5 separate regions of the Mus musculus genome follow, and regions 1, 2, 4 and 5 are each linked to region 3. The links are chromatin contacts, called in public HiCAR-type and promoter capture Hi-C maps. All regions are on one chromosome and are shown on one strand. The core of a region is the stretch at or near the end of the contact, and the rest is flanking DNA. Distances in the headings are between cores, read along the strand shown.

What was found. Promoter capture Hi-C pulls out the DNA fragments that hold promoters and counts their contacts. HiCAR-type assays count read pairs that join an accessible place to other places.
Region 1: a contact with region 3 is called in a promoter capture Hi-C map of pre-B cells. The contact joins the enhancer-like site here to the promoter of Tlr3 in region 3. A contact is called at or near these places in 16 of 39 promoter capture datasets (the C10 cell line, the HPC-7 cell line, cranial neural crest and 8 more), 3 of 115 datasets of contacts at active chromatin or transcription factors (astrocytes, cardiomyocytes and embryonic basal ganglia) and 1 of 9 other capture datasets (pancreatic islet).
Region 2: a contact with region 3 is called in a promoter capture Hi-C map of embryonic stem cells. The contact joins the promoter of Pdlim3 here to the promoter of Tlr3 in region 3. A contact is called at or near these places in 17 of 39 promoter capture datasets (the 3T3-L1 cell line, 3T3-L1-derived adipocytes, the C10 cell line and 10 more), 1 of 115 datasets of contacts at active chromatin or transcription factors (astrocytes) and 3 of 9 other capture datasets (adipose tissue, liver and pancreatic islet).
Region 4: a promoter capture Hi-C map of cranial neural crest shows a contact between it and region 3. The contact joins the enhancer-like site here to the promoter of Tlr3 in region 3. A contact is called at or near these places in 15 of 39 promoter capture datasets (the 3T3-L1 cell line, 3T3-L1-derived adipocytes, cranial neural crest and 8 more), 3 of 115 datasets of contacts at active chromatin or transcription factors (cardiomyocytes, large pre-B cells and trophoblast stem cells) and 2 of 9 other capture datasets (adipose tissue and embryonic stem cells).
Region 5: a HiCAR-type map of embryonic stem cells shows a contact between it and region 3, with 3 times the contacts expected there. The contact joins the promoter of AY512931 here to the promoter of Tlr3 in region 3. A contact is called at or near these places in 8 of 39 promoter capture datasets (the 3T3-L1 cell line, 3T3-L1-derived adipocytes, cranial neural crest and 4 more) and 1 of 115 datasets of contacts at active chromatin or transcription factors (embryonic stem cells).

Annotation. Positions count from the first base shown.
Region 1 is chr8:45,900,289-45,902,988 of GRCm38.p6, forward strand. Pdlim3 (PDZ and LIM domain 3) reads left to right here. Exons shown (of 8, transcript NM_001374652.2): 3 at 187-271. Among named protein-coding and RNA genes, the nearest start is that of Pdlim3, 16 kb to the left of the region's middle. Within about 2 kb of position 1,418, at least 36 of the 459 cell types and tissues checked have an H3K27ac peak or open chromatin away from gene starts, as enhancers often do. A contact at or near this core is called in cardiomyocytes and pre-B cells, where this site is marked.
Region 2 is chr8:45,884,234-45,886,988 of GRCm38.p6, forward strand. Pdlim3 (PDZ and LIM domain 3) reads left to right here and starts at 1,254. Exons shown (of 8, transcript NM_001374652.2): 1 at 1,254-1,439. The coding sequence starts at 1,347.
Region 3 is chr8:45,409,071-45,411,770 of GRCm38.p6, forward strand. Tlr3 (toll-like receptor 3) reads right to left here and starts at 1,310. Exons shown (of 7, transcript NM_001357316.1): 1 at 1,230-1,310; 2 at 726-908.
Region 4 is chr8:45,857,134-45,859,833 of GRCm38.p6, forward strand. No RefSeq gene overlaps it. Among named protein-coding and RNA genes, the nearest start is that of Gm51530, 13 kb to the left of the region's middle. Within about 2 kb of position 1,393, at least 31 of the 459 cell types and tissues checked have an H3K27ac peak or open chromatin away from gene starts, as enhancers often do. A contact at or near this core is called in second pharyngeal arch cranial neural crest, where this site is marked.
Region 5 is chr8:45,064,067-45,066,766 of GRCm38.p6, forward strand. It overlaps AY512931 (cDNA sequence AY512931), which reads right to left and starts at 1,352. Exons shown (of 5, transcript NR_033588.1): 1 at 1,028-1,352; 2 at 859-943.

The DNA.
Region 1 (2,700 bases), core at 168-2,667, 490 kb after region 3:
CTCAAAAGAACACTAATGATATAAGACTAACTAAATGAGGATGTACAGAATAATAAAAAAATAAATTCTTTGAGTTTTAATTAGTGAAGGTTGCTAATATTTTTCACGAACATCATGGGAAATAATATATATATTTTAAAAGAAGTGCCATTTGGATTTAGAGTTTGCAAACTTTTTCATTTCCAGGGCAGAAACTCGCTTATGGTCCCCGCAGGTGTCTGAAGATGGAAAAGCACACCCCTTCAAAATCAACTTAGAAGCTGAACCACAGGTATGAAGTTAAGAGGAAGTGATATCACATCACAGTTTCTGTTCAGGATGGGGTCGCTTCCGGGGGGTGGGGTGGGGGCTGGGGGACAGGGGGGAAGAAGTTTCAAATCCAAAAATCAGGACAAGTCCCCTGTGAAGCTGTGAGATTAACTTATATGATTCGTGTGTTCTTACAGCCAGAGAAAAACAGAGAGTGTCCCTAGGCAAATGTCTCTTTAAAGAGCAAGTGCATTCTCTGCTGGACATGTTAGTGTCTGTGGTCCCAGAGCTTAGGAGATGGAGGTAGGATTGCTGAAAGGTCAGTGCTAGTCCAGAGTAGACAGAGAGTTCCAGGCCAGCCAGGGATCCATAATGAAACCATGCCATACCAGAGAGAGAGAGAGAGAGAGAGAGAAAACTATACATTCTCATTTGGAACAATATGATGAATTTGCATGGAGCCCACATTATTATTATTATTAATTATTATTATTATTATTATTATTATTATTATTATTATTATTATTATTGATAGACTTCAACCAAATAAATGGCCATGATGTAATCTAAGAACCTTAAGTTGTTCAAATAAAGCAAAATAAAAACTAAGCTGTGCCATTTGGAACAGGTGTCTCTAATCTAATCATTACTGTGCTCTTCAGCCCTTTAAGGTCTTTTGTATAGATAGGTCTTGTTTTGACATCCTTCTCCAGTTCTCAGCTCTGATATTCTATAATTCAATTTACCTTACCCCAAAGAATTGAAGTTGGTTATCACAGAGACATTCTGCTCAGGCAGCTGACTTACAAAAGATAGAGGCCTTTCCCTCTGAGGCAACCCTGCCTCTCGAGCCACGTGAATCTAATCATTTGATGCCTATCTGGCTACGTCTGCTTTCAGAAAGTCTGAGCCCCTGCAAAACTGAAATTGAATCAAACCTCAATTATAAGCACTGGAAAATCTAATTAAGAACAGGGCTTTGGAACCTCTACTTAGAAGCTTAGGGATACAGAGATAGGTGTTTAAAAGCATCTTTGAAACAAGCTTTTCTATTAAAGCACTCCATATTCCTAGCATGCAGTTTCCCGTCTACCTAGGGAAGGAGTGTCTGAGAGCACATTTGTAATTCACCCTTGTCCTTGTCAAACTCGTTGACTCCCGGGTTTGTCGGAATGTTTTCTACTTGCCCCAGTAAGGCACTGTTTTCACGTTATAAATAGACATAACACAGCATAAGTACAAGCAGCTCATGGGCTACTCAAAGATTAAATATAGACGAATAAGCAAAGGCTAATACTGAAAGTAGTCCACTGAGTGGGCGGTCTCAAGCTCAGTGCCTTGTCTGTCCCCTTAACCCCGAAGCTGTGTCAGAAGCCTCTCCAACATTCAACACCACACACCTGCTTACCTAAGGGCTTTCTGTCCTCACTGCCGCTGTGACAATTACAAAGGAGAGTCAGTCACATTCTAACTGTGCTTCTTCAAAGCATTATTTCAGTTAGAATACAGTTCCCTCCCCGGCCCACACAGAGAAGGAAACATAACATGTAGTCTTTGCCCGAAGGATTTATAAGACTCTTGCCCTGGCTTTGGACTGAAAGGGAAGGGAGAGCCTGTACCTAAAAATTATGAGAAGGGGCTTCAAGGGAAAGAAACAGGATATAGAATATTCTAAAGACAGGAGCCATTGGTCTGTTCTCACTGAGACTCCCCAAGGCACAGCCCACAGCAAGCACCCAGTAGATCACAGACCAAATAATGAGTGAGTGAGATTAGCTGGCCAGAGGATAAACTGTGTATTTCCCAGCAATGATGAGGACTAGTCCTGAGGAGCAGCTCAGCTACTGTTAAGTCCATGTGTTAAGTTCTGTGTGATCTTGGGAGGTGAGTAGCATGTCAGATAAGACTTTCATTCTTAAATGAAGAAAATATTTAAAAAAAAAAAAGACTTTCATTCTTCAGAGGAAATGAGCAAATGATTTCATAAGTGGGAGAGCTAATACAGATTTGCTCCCCACTGATAAAAATGCTTAGGACCGGAAACTTTACATCAATCTGAAACATTTGCATATACACAGTGAACAACTTTATCGGAGAGACAGCATAAAGTTTCATTTTGCCTTTTTTACATCTTGACGCATTGGTTCAGGGTTATGAGCCCACCCACTTCACTGGTACCCCAGTGCACAAGGCTAAGCATGGGATTTTCTGTTTGTGACACCTCATCATTGCTCAAAACACTCCTCTCTTTGGAACAGTTTGGATTTCTGGATCTTGGATTAGAGATGTTCAACCTGTAAGCATGGTGGAAAGAGATCAGAAAACCATTGGTGGCTCACCTCCCATGCTAGGGTCCTATACGTTGACTAGTAACACCTCTAATCAGCACTTTGTTCGACACAAAGGAAGGTTAGCTGAAGCATGAAGTTCTAGCTGCATCACTGTTGTGTA
Region 2 (2,755 bases), core at 4-2,503, 480 kb after region 3:
ACATCTAAACCAGGATGCTACCCAGACCCCCCCCCCCCACACACACACACACACACCTCTCCTCCTGGTCCAAGCAGACCCTCGAGTTGAGCTAACCTGGATTGTTTATTTTACTTCTACCATTTGTTAGCTATAGGATTTGATGTGAGCTCTTCCAATTCAGAGAAGCTATTCGCCAGCCTGAGAAATGACACCAGCCAAAACAAAGGCACAAAGACACAGGTAAAGCAATCATTACCACACCTGGACCACAGAGGTGACCAACAAATCTCCTTGGTGACCTTCTGCCGTTTCCACTTTCCCAGACGGATTCCTTCCATTTACGGGTTCTTAAATCACTTTTTTCTTTTCTCCCAGTACATCGGAACAGAATGCTCTATTGCAAGTGCTCTGCTCTGGGTCCCCTTTACTCCCACTCCCACAGACACCTTCATTTTGGCTGCAGCATCCAGAGAGGCGTCCTGACTCTTGCCTCCATGTATTAAACAGCCGTGTCCAACATGCAGAGTCTAAGCAGTGTGCTGCCGCCTGCGGCTGGGATAGTTGTGAATGTAGCCCAAACTTAAAACGAAACGTACTTAGCACGCGGTGAGATATTGAGGGGTAAGCAGGGCAAAAGAGGGGGTGATTCCGAGCGTAAACTTCACAGATAACAAAGTCATTTCTGTATCACAAAGACAAGCACAATCTGCGTGGGAACATATATTTTAATTATAGAAATACTCGACTTTTTTTGTTTTTTATGCTGTGCGGGGCGCTGCACAGAAACATTTCATTTTATTGCCACCAAATCCTTCCAATACTCCTACAAGTACAATAATTACTCCTGTTTTTACAGCCGAAAGAAATGAAGACTTTAACTTGACCAAAGCTAGATACTAAGAGAGAACATCAACGCGTGCACAAAACTGCTAAATTCCTAAGTGCCTGGTTGTGCTTGGGTTTTATTTTAATTGAAAGCATAGAGGCTGCGGTGTGATTGCTTTTAACTTCCCAGTAAAGTGCACCGCTGAGCAAGTAGACGATAAACAGGAGGACAGGTGTTACTTAATGGAATGATGGAAGCTGTAACCCGAAGCCTCCTTGGGCGGGGAGAGGTCTGGGCGACTGCACCCAGCTGGGAGCGCCTCTGACCAGGCGCTGTCTCTCACTTCCAAAGTTGGAGCTCTCCTTGGTGGGAGGGGGCGGGGAAGAGGGGAGGCCAGTGACGTCACTCGCAGCAGGGATAAATCTCCGGGACAGCATTCCCAGTTAGGTCGCAGCCCCAGGAGCTAAGTAGGTTGTCCGGTTCCGAGACAAGCGCTTTGCAGAGCCACCGTCGCTGGACCCACTCGAGGGAAGGCACCATGCCCCAGAACGTAGTTCTCCCGGGTCCTGCGCCCTGGGGCTTCAGACTCTCTGGGGGCATAGACTTCAATCAGCCTTTGGTCATCACCAGGGTAGGTGTTTTCCATTCTGATTTTGTGCTACAGGTCACCTGGCATCCGAGAGTAGCCCTGGAGTTAAAGAGAGAAACCAAGAGACCCAGGGAGGGAGGCAGGATGGTGCACTGGCGGGGGCCTGAGCTTCTGGCTCCCAGTTAGACTTCAGCAACAAGCTGGAGGATGCAAAGCAGTTCTGAGATTTAATCAAGGCAGCTCACAAACTCTGCATCCCTTTTCCTTGGTCCCCAGCCACATTAGCCAGAAAGGTCAACTGACAGTGCTGGGCTCAGAGGAGGGCTCCATAGCTGAGGGGTGCTTTTGGCTCCCCACCACACACACACACACACACACACATCAGATATGGAGAGCAAGAAAGAGGTGTCACTCTAGTGGTTATTTGGTGGCTCTACACTTGCATCTGAGCAGTTTTCTTGCCTGGATGGGAACTTCAGCAGGGTACTGTTCTCAGGGCACAGCTTGGACTGGCCAAGTCGGAACCTCTCATATCAGCCAGACAGGGAAAATATTACTAATGTGTATTCCTCCGTTTCCAGGCATTTTGGATAAATATTTTTCCAAAGCTTGGAACTTGGCTGACGAAGCATTACCTATAACTCAAACTGCAAAGAAAACCTGGGCTATAGTTTACCTGATAGAGAGCAACCACTCAGTCTAATAACTTTAAAAAGGAAGACTGTAGTAGCAAAAAACCAAACTGCCTTATTCCAGGGTATCTTAAGCAGAACCCAACAAGAAGGAGGGTGTAAAAATGAAACCCAGGGTTCCTTTTCTGTCAGCAAATTTCTAGAGTAATTGTTAAGCATCTAGTTGATAACTTCCTCAACTTTTGAAAGCAATCTTTTCAGTTACTCATGCAAGCCGTTCGAAACGTGAAAGCACAAACTTTTAAATGTTATCATTTTATGTTCCAAGTGTTATGGTTTTCTTATTTTATGCTTCTCTGCTCATGCTATATTTTATGAATACATGCTTTATAACCTGATCAATCACAGGTTTTGAATAGGGCACTGTACACACATTAATATTATTTGTGGCGCCCTAAGCTTTTGAAGAAGCCCAAAGCGTGTATCATAGGGTTGCATACAACGGCTCATCTCAAGCTTTGTTTTACATTTTTCAAAAAAACATGTAAACACATCTGACATGTGTTTTTATATGAGACATTAAAACATCCCCCCAGAAATGCTCTTAAGTAAATTAAGCAGAAAATGCTTCCATGGTGTGGGCCAAGCCATTCCTTTTATAGATTTACCAAAGAAAACAGTTTCCACTGTCTCTAAGAAATATGCCTAGTTTATAAGGTCCCACTT
Region 3 (2,700 bases), core at 60-2,559:
GTAAGGAAAAGCTTTCAAAACAGTTAGATACGTGTCAACACAAAATCACATCATAAAGTCATGAGAAGAGCTTATGACAACTTCTATATGGTGAAGGTTGACTGCTTTCCCCAAACTAGTCCATAATTTGCCAGCCTGGTTTCTGGCCTTACTCTACAACTTCCAGAACAGCCTGCCCTCCTCTCCTGCTGCCCTTCTTCATTCTGTAACAGAAAGTGACTGGCCAGTTCCTAGAAACATCTGAGAATTTGTCCTTTCTCAAGAACATTGTCATGGAGTGCCAGGTCTTCCTTTCTAGCTCACTAAATACAAAGGACTTTTTAACCTTCTGCGTTTTTGTTGTTGTTGTTGTTGTTGTTGTTTTATTTTGTTTTTGGAAAAGGTGCAATTTTTTAAAAAGTATTTTTAACTACCTTTTAATATAATCCTTTTACTTGCTCTTTGATGATTTCATACTATTCATTACACATACATATGTATTTTGATCTTGTTTACCCCTTACACCCCTCAGAGCCACATTCACCCACTTTTTAAAGCCTTTTACAAAATCACTTTGAATGCTTTCTCAAAGTATCTTTCCAAGAAGAGAAGTCTATAGAGGAAGTATGTTCTTGCTGCTGTTGTTTTAGTTGCTGCATAAAATTGGCATTTCATCACAAGATATCAGAATTTGTAGCTAAATTTACATTTGGAACTATGGTGCATTTTTCCCCTTCTCCCAATACCTGCATCATCTTCTATCTTCTTTTGGTGCGCGATTGTGATTCAGGCAGTTTAACTTCCCAGATAGAGAACAGGTGCGTCAACCTCAAAAGCCAAGTACATTCTGATTTTACTCAGCCTGAGGTCCTGCATCCCCTTAGTTTTCATTCAGACTTTTTTTTTTAAATCACACATTTCCTTTCAGCCTGAAAGTGAAACTTAAGTTGAGAGAGAGAGAGAGAGAGAGAGAGAGAGAGAGAGAGAGGGGGGGGGGGGGAGGGGGAGAGGGAGAGGGAGAGAGAGAGGATATTTTCAGCGAAACAGTTAAATTGTTATTAAACTGTTACCCTTTTTTAGTTTCTTTTTAAGGGCCTCCTGGGATTCATTGAAATGGTCACAAATCGACCTTCAGGGAGGAAGGTGTAAGCCGAGGAACCGGCCGCCGCCTGGGGGCAGAATTCTGGAAGTCAGTAAGTTTCTGGCTTCAGAGCCAAGCCCTCTGCAGTGGGTTTCAGATCCTTGCAAACCTGTGATATGCGCAGTGCATGGTCTGAGGTTGGGACTGCCGCCCAGAGACCCAGAGTGCTGGTCGGGAATCGCGCATAGTGGGAGGGGCCAACAGGGACCGGCCGTGTGGGGAAATGGGATGTGTCTAAACAAAGTGAAAGCCATTCACTTACCTCGCTTTATCTTCTTTGCAAAATGAGTAAAGTCGAACTTAATCTCTTAGGTAAAAATGGCCATCCAGTTTTCCAGCAGGAAATGTTGAGGACATCTCGGACACAGGAGGAGGTCCTGCCTCAAAAGCAGGAAACTCCCAGAAACAACTAGGCCGGGAAATAACAATGGGGGAAGGGAGCAGGGAGGGAGGAAGGAAGGCAGAAGTTTGGTCCAGCACTGGGTGTCACAAAGAGCCTTTCTTACTCAAGCAGGCCCAGTTTTCCACAAAACCCACAAATTAGGCATCAGTAGGCATCTGTTTGGTCAGAGAAGAGCTCGGGATTAACTCCTTCTTCCTCAATTAGCTATGAGGACTCCAACTGGTTAAAGAAACGGAGTTGCAAGGGAATGAAGTCAGTTTTCTTTTCATTACAGATGAGCAATGACATAGTATTCAGCCAGGTTGTTATTTAGTTTTAAAAAAAAAGTTAAACGTAATAAAGCATACAAGAAATGGGAGAGCACCTGACCTGATCTTCTTGTCTTGAAGCCAAGAGAGGGGAGTGCCTGAGCTCTCAGTCAATAGTTCCTTTGTTTGGCAGAGGTGAAAGTGGAAAAGGTGAATGGCCACAGAAGTGAAAGCAAGAAGTAACTTTGTATCCTGGTGCAAATTGCTCTTCCCTGGCCCCAGGAGGTTACTTCCTGTGGTTACCTGGCTCATGGCTACACTCTTAGCTCAACACCATAAGCAAGCACTTTGTCCTCAGTAAATTAATGACCTCTACATTGATCCACCTGGATGCCAACACAACGTTGATAGTCTTGGCAAGATTTCACCTCTGTGGGTTCCTTGAAAACAGGTTGGGCTGCATTTTTGTAATTTTACTTCTGACACCATCTCACAGAAGAACTTGCTAGCCTCTAAAGGACTAGTCTCCTGACAGAGAATCGGCTGCTGTATGGTCCTCTCCCACACTGACCCTTGGCTTGGGTAGCTTTGACCAAGTGGATATCTGTCTGGTTCTGAGTCCATTAGGGAAGCCTGATAAGTGCCTCTGTATTTAAGACTTGTCTTCTTGGAACACCAGTCTCTCTCAGGCTTCATTGGAATCTGGGGCTCCAATGCTATGCAATCAGAAGCCTAGATTAGCTGTGCAATGGATATAAGGAGGGGAATGTGCATGCTCACGAACACCTAGGAGATGGCTAACATGGACTCTGGCTGCATGGGAGACAGTCCTCCAATCTACTTTAACTTACTGCAGTTTCTTCAGCAATGACCTTGAATGACCTTCTTCAACAAGTTCTGCCAACATCCCAGAAAAGCTGCAAACCATC
Region 4 (2,700 bases), core at 143-2,642, 450 kb after region 3:
ATAGCTACCCTTGTGTGGAGCAAAAAGTGGGGTCCCGCACCCTTGGGGGTAGGGGCGCTTTGTGAGGCAAGATGTGGGAAGTCTGACTGTGCCTCCGACCCCACCCCCACCCCCACCAGGCATCGGGCTGTGAGAAGCCATGGGACTCCTCTCCAGGGGTGGGGAAGGCACAGTCTGGGGTCACCACAGACCTGCTGGGAATCAGGCTCCAACTCTTGGGCATCACAGACGCTGTTGGGTACCGCTGAAGAGTTAAGAACAGAGTGGGGACCCTTGGGCAGACTCTGGCCCTGGGGGCCAAAAGGAAAAGGGCAAGGAGGAGAGAGCTCTGGCAGATTATCATGGGGATAAAAGTCTTTGACTTGGTTGGGCAGCTAGCTTGGTTTGGCTTGCTCGGCTGCTGGGATTGGTTTGGAGCCGTGGCTAGAGCACAAGGAGGTCTCCTGTCAGGAGGTTAGACATGGCTTGGCTCCTTACGTGAAGACCTGCTCCATTGCCCCAGTACAGCAGGTCCCGATGAGAAGAGGCAGTCCATAGTTTTAAGGAATTTATTATAGAAAGGCAGAGAGAGGAAGAGAGAAGGGAAGTAGAGGCTGGCCATGGCCACATGGAGAGTGGAGGAAGGAAAGGCAAGTGTGTGCAAGGGAGCAAGAATAAAAGCAAGAGAATAAGAGGTAAGAGAGGGAGGAGGGGGCAAGCAGCTCCTTTTATAGTGGGCTGGGCCATCCTGGCTGTTGCCAGGTAACTGAGGGGGTGGAGTACAAACAGAATACCAGGAGTTTCCGGCATTGCCTAGAGGCTGTAGCTGCAACAAGAGCCAGGGGCCCAGGAGGTGTGGTGGAGCACCTGCAGTCCCTTAGGGTCACCGGGGTTCCAGGCCTGTGCTCGACTGGGGACCAGGCTGTCTGTGCACAGCTCACTGCCCCACATCCTTGCATGCTAGAAGTGGAAGCCCGGCGCCTCAGGTTGGACATGATTGCCTAGAGCTGTGGTTCTCAACCTTCCTAATGCTGTGACCTCTGGCCCCCAACCATAAAACTGTTTTCTTTACTACTTCTAGTAATTTTGCTAGTTATGAATCGTAATGTAAACATGCAGGATATCTGATATGGGACCCGTGTGAAAGGGTTGTTCTTCCCCCAAAGGGGTCGTGAGACTCACAGGTTGAAAACGGCTGATACAGAAAATTAGCAAAAAAAAACAAAAACAAAACAAGCAAACAAACAAACAAAACAAAACAAAAAACAAGAAGGCAGTCTCTGGGAAGGTAACTTGGTTGAGACCAACAGTCCTTTCCTGCAAAAGTATCACTGCTTGCAGCAATGCCGAGGACTTGCCTGTATTTACAACACCAGCCAAGTCTACTTTGTAAGCATCAGGTCCCTTTGGCGCGGACCACGCCCACATCTAAAGCACGTTTGAGCTTGTTTGAGCTGAGCTGTGTCTTCAAGGCCTCTCTCGGCTTGCTGCCCTCTTGCTCAGTGACCCCTGTGTTCCAGTACTCGCTCAGCTCTCATTGTGTGGGAATTGAAACAGGCTCTTTAAAAGCCTGTTTATCATTTCCATCTGTTAAGGGACATTTAGTTTCTTCGAGATGTTTTAGTCCACCCTGCCCTCTGCGCTGCAGGCAAAATGAATCCTTCTGCTCAAATTAATCTTCTTTACTAGCCTGCTTTCCACAGACCACATTATTAAGTTGTAAAAAGGCTGTCTGGTGCCTCTCTCTGTGTCTCTGTCTCTGTCTCTGTCTCTGTCCCTCTCTCTCTGTGTCACTGTCTCTCTCTGTCTCTGTCTCCCCCACCCCGTGTATGTATGTATGTTTCTGTAGCTGTACTTCTATGTGTTTCTATCTCTATCTCCCTCCATGTCTCTCTCCTCTATCTCTGTCTCTGTCTCTTTTCCTTCTCCCACCCTCTTCCTCTCAAGACAAGCATTATTCTCGTTCATTTCTAATGTCTAGTCCAAAGCCAATCATTTTACTCATAAGTGAGGAGAGGATACTGCAGAGACCCTTGCCACGCGTTTAAGCCTCTCCGCCCCAGAGATCCACCCAACGTGTCCCACGTTTTCTTCTGATGCTCCTAACAAGAAAACTTCACAATAGACCTCTCAGTACTCTGCCCCCTCCTAGTGTTCACCCCAACTTTTAAGTTGCCACAGCCTCCCTCTTCCTGTTCAACCTACAGAAGATGCCCTTACTGCTGCTATTACGTACAGGCTTTGAGATTCAAATCAACTCTTTCTCCTCTACCAAAAATTTATCCAATATTTTGTTTATGATATGGAAAGTATTCAAGGATCCCTTTCTAGAAATTCACATTGAGATTTTTCAGAATTGCTTTAGCTTTCAGAACCTTGGCTTGCCCTTGAATTGCCCTCGGTTACTTTAAAGCATATCCTGGTTCTCAAAGGCAGGGAGTTTAAACATATTAGACAGTCAAATAAGATGCCAATGGGTTCACTTTGACAGGTCAGTGGCAGTCTGAGACGAAATTATTCAAAATATTTCTAGTAACAACATTATAACTTACTAGTATCGGTAGGCACAGCTATGGAGGTTGGTGAGGAACTGACCCGATCTGACCTTTGCCGCGTGTAAATGTGGTCCAGGGACAATGATGCCACATTGGACCCTCATGACTACATGACTGCTGTGATTACAATTTCTGAAATTAAAGATCTTTTAAAATAGTATTTTAG
Region 5 (2,700 bases), core at 102-2,601, 340 kb before region 3:
CAGGGATCCTGAGTTCAAATCCCAGCAACCACACAGTGGCTCACAACCATCTGTAATGGGATCTGATGCCCTCTTCTTGTCTGAAGACAGCTACAGTGTACTAATACATAAAATAAAAATAAATCTGTAAAAACAAACCTAAAGCAGCTGGGGGGGGGGCGGGGGCGGGCGGGACATCTCTGAGTGAATTTCCAGCTCAGAACACAAGAACAATACCCTCATGGACCACTGACCACTTCATGCTTCGCTGAGAGAAAAGGACATAGAATGACGCCCTCCTGTCCTTGCTGGCAAGAACAATGGAGGTGAGGCTCTTGGGCCCCTAGTTCAGAAAGTACCATCCCCCCTCACTGTTAGCATTTCTTCTAGGCTCCGCCCCACAGTTACCTGGCAACAGCCAGGAGTGCCTGACTCACTATAAAAGGGACTGTTTTCTCCTCTCTCTCTCTCTCTCTCTCTCTCTCTCTCTCTCTCTCACACACACACACACACACACACACACACACACACACACACACCCCTTCTCTGTCCCTTCTCTCCCCATTCCCCTCCCCCACTCTCTCTCCACGTGTTCATGGTCTCCTCTGTCTCTTTCCCTCTCCCTTCCCCTCCCCCCCCCCTCCCTCTCCCTTTCTCTGTCTCTACCACCCCCTCAACTCCCCTCCTCATGACCTGAATAAACTCTATTCCATACTATATCTGACACTTGGCTGGTCCCTCAGCAGGAAGGAATGCCTCAGCAAGGGCCTGCGCCTCACCATACCAAAAATATCCCTGGCCTTTCTGTCTTTCTGGGTAGTGGTCGGGGTGGAAAGGGAACCGGTTCACTGGGGGTGCTCCACCAGTATTATCACTCACTTGTCTGAAATCTTTTACCTATGGTCAGCTCCATTATTGTGTCTCCTCCAGCACGACCACACACAGAGGCCCCTCTCTGGCTCTCCTGGAAAAAAAAAAAACAAAAACAAAAACAAAAAAACTTATTTTTCACAGTCATGGTTCCTGGGTTCCAAATGTTTTGACTTACTGAAGTTTCCCAGGCGTGCTCAGGAGACACTTGGAACGAAATTGCTCATGACATTCAGGTCCCGGTTCTAATTCAAGCTTTATGGCGGGCCCCTCTAGAAAAAATAGAACCTCTCCTAAGATCAAAGGGATTGGAGTTCCCCACACCCTCGGGGTTTAAGATGAGGTCTCAGCCCTGCTATAGATGGGCTAACTCATGGCTGAAATCTAATGTTTTCTTGAGGCAGAACTAAGTTTATCAAATCTGGACAAGTCTCTGTTGCTTTAGAGGTAGGCGAATTTCTATACATGTGGCACCAGGTGTGCTCTCTCCCTCTCCCTCTTTCTCTCCCTCTTTCTCTCCCTCTCCCCCTCCTCCCTCTCCCTCCCCCTCTCCTCCTCTCCCTCTCCCCCTCTCTCTCCCCCTCTCCCCTTCTTCCCCTCCCCCTCCCCCCTCTCTCCCCCTCTCCCTCTCCCCCTCCCCTCCCCTTCCCTCTCCCCCTCCTCCCTCTCCTCCCTCTCCTCCCTCCCTCTCCCTCCCCCCCCCCTGTGTGGTGTGTTCACACAGTGTGATGGTTTGTATATCCTTGGACCAGGGAGTGGCACCATCTGAAGGCGTGGCCTTGTTGGAATAGGTGTGAACTGGTTGGAATGGGTGTGTCACTGTGGGTGTGGGCTTAAGATCCTCACCCTAGTTGCCTGGAAGTCAGTCTTCCACTAGCAGCCTTTGGATGAAGACATAGAACTCTCAGCTCCTCCTGCGCCATGCTTGCCTGGATACTGCCAGGCTCCCACCTTGATGATAATGGACTGAACCTCTGAACCTGTAAGCCAGCCCCAATTAAATGTTGTTTTTTATAGACTTGTCTTGGTCATGGTGTCTGTTCACAGCAGTAAAACCCTAACTAAGACACACAGCAATATCCTTTATTTGAGCCCAGCAGGCAGTGTTCAGGTGTATAATGTATGATCATACATCTTCTCTTTCAGTGGTAGAAAAAAAAATCCCACAGAGGCTTTTAATGTATTCAGGACTTGTGTTCAGCAAGGTTTTGAGCAGCAGAGAACCCATTTATAGGGAAATTAATGATTCAGTTTCTCACCTGTAGTTGGAAGGAAAAAAAGAATGTATCTTTCTCTGTTAGCTACTGTGATAGACAAATGCTCTTGTCCTACCAGGAGACCTCATTCCTTTCCCAGCATGCCACTGGAGATCCAGCCCTCCTCTGAGATAAAGCACTTCTGGGTCTGCTTTGAGCTCAGGCATTCTTTCCAGGTCAGTCTCAGGAGTTGCATGGAGAGTGCAGGAGCTATGTCTTGTAGCAGTTCCCACAAAGATCACAAGTCCATCTTTAAGCTGTTCTTGTCCACTGCAGCTCTTACTGTAAACCATAACTGAAAAATCAGCTCTCTTGTGGGCCCCACTTTTCAGGCTTACTAGGTGTGTGTGTATGTGTGTGTGTGTGTGTGTGTGTGTGAGAGAGAGAGAGAGAGAGAGAGACAGAGAGACAGAGAGACAGAGAGACAGAGAGAGAGACAGCCAAGGCACATGTGTCAGAGAACAACCTTGGGCCTTGGGTGTGAGTCCTTGCCTTCTGCCTTGTTTGAGGCAGTCTTTATTGGTCCGTGTTGGAAACACCGGGCTTTGGACTTATAACTGTTCCTCTCTGCTCCCCATCGGGACACAGAGGCATG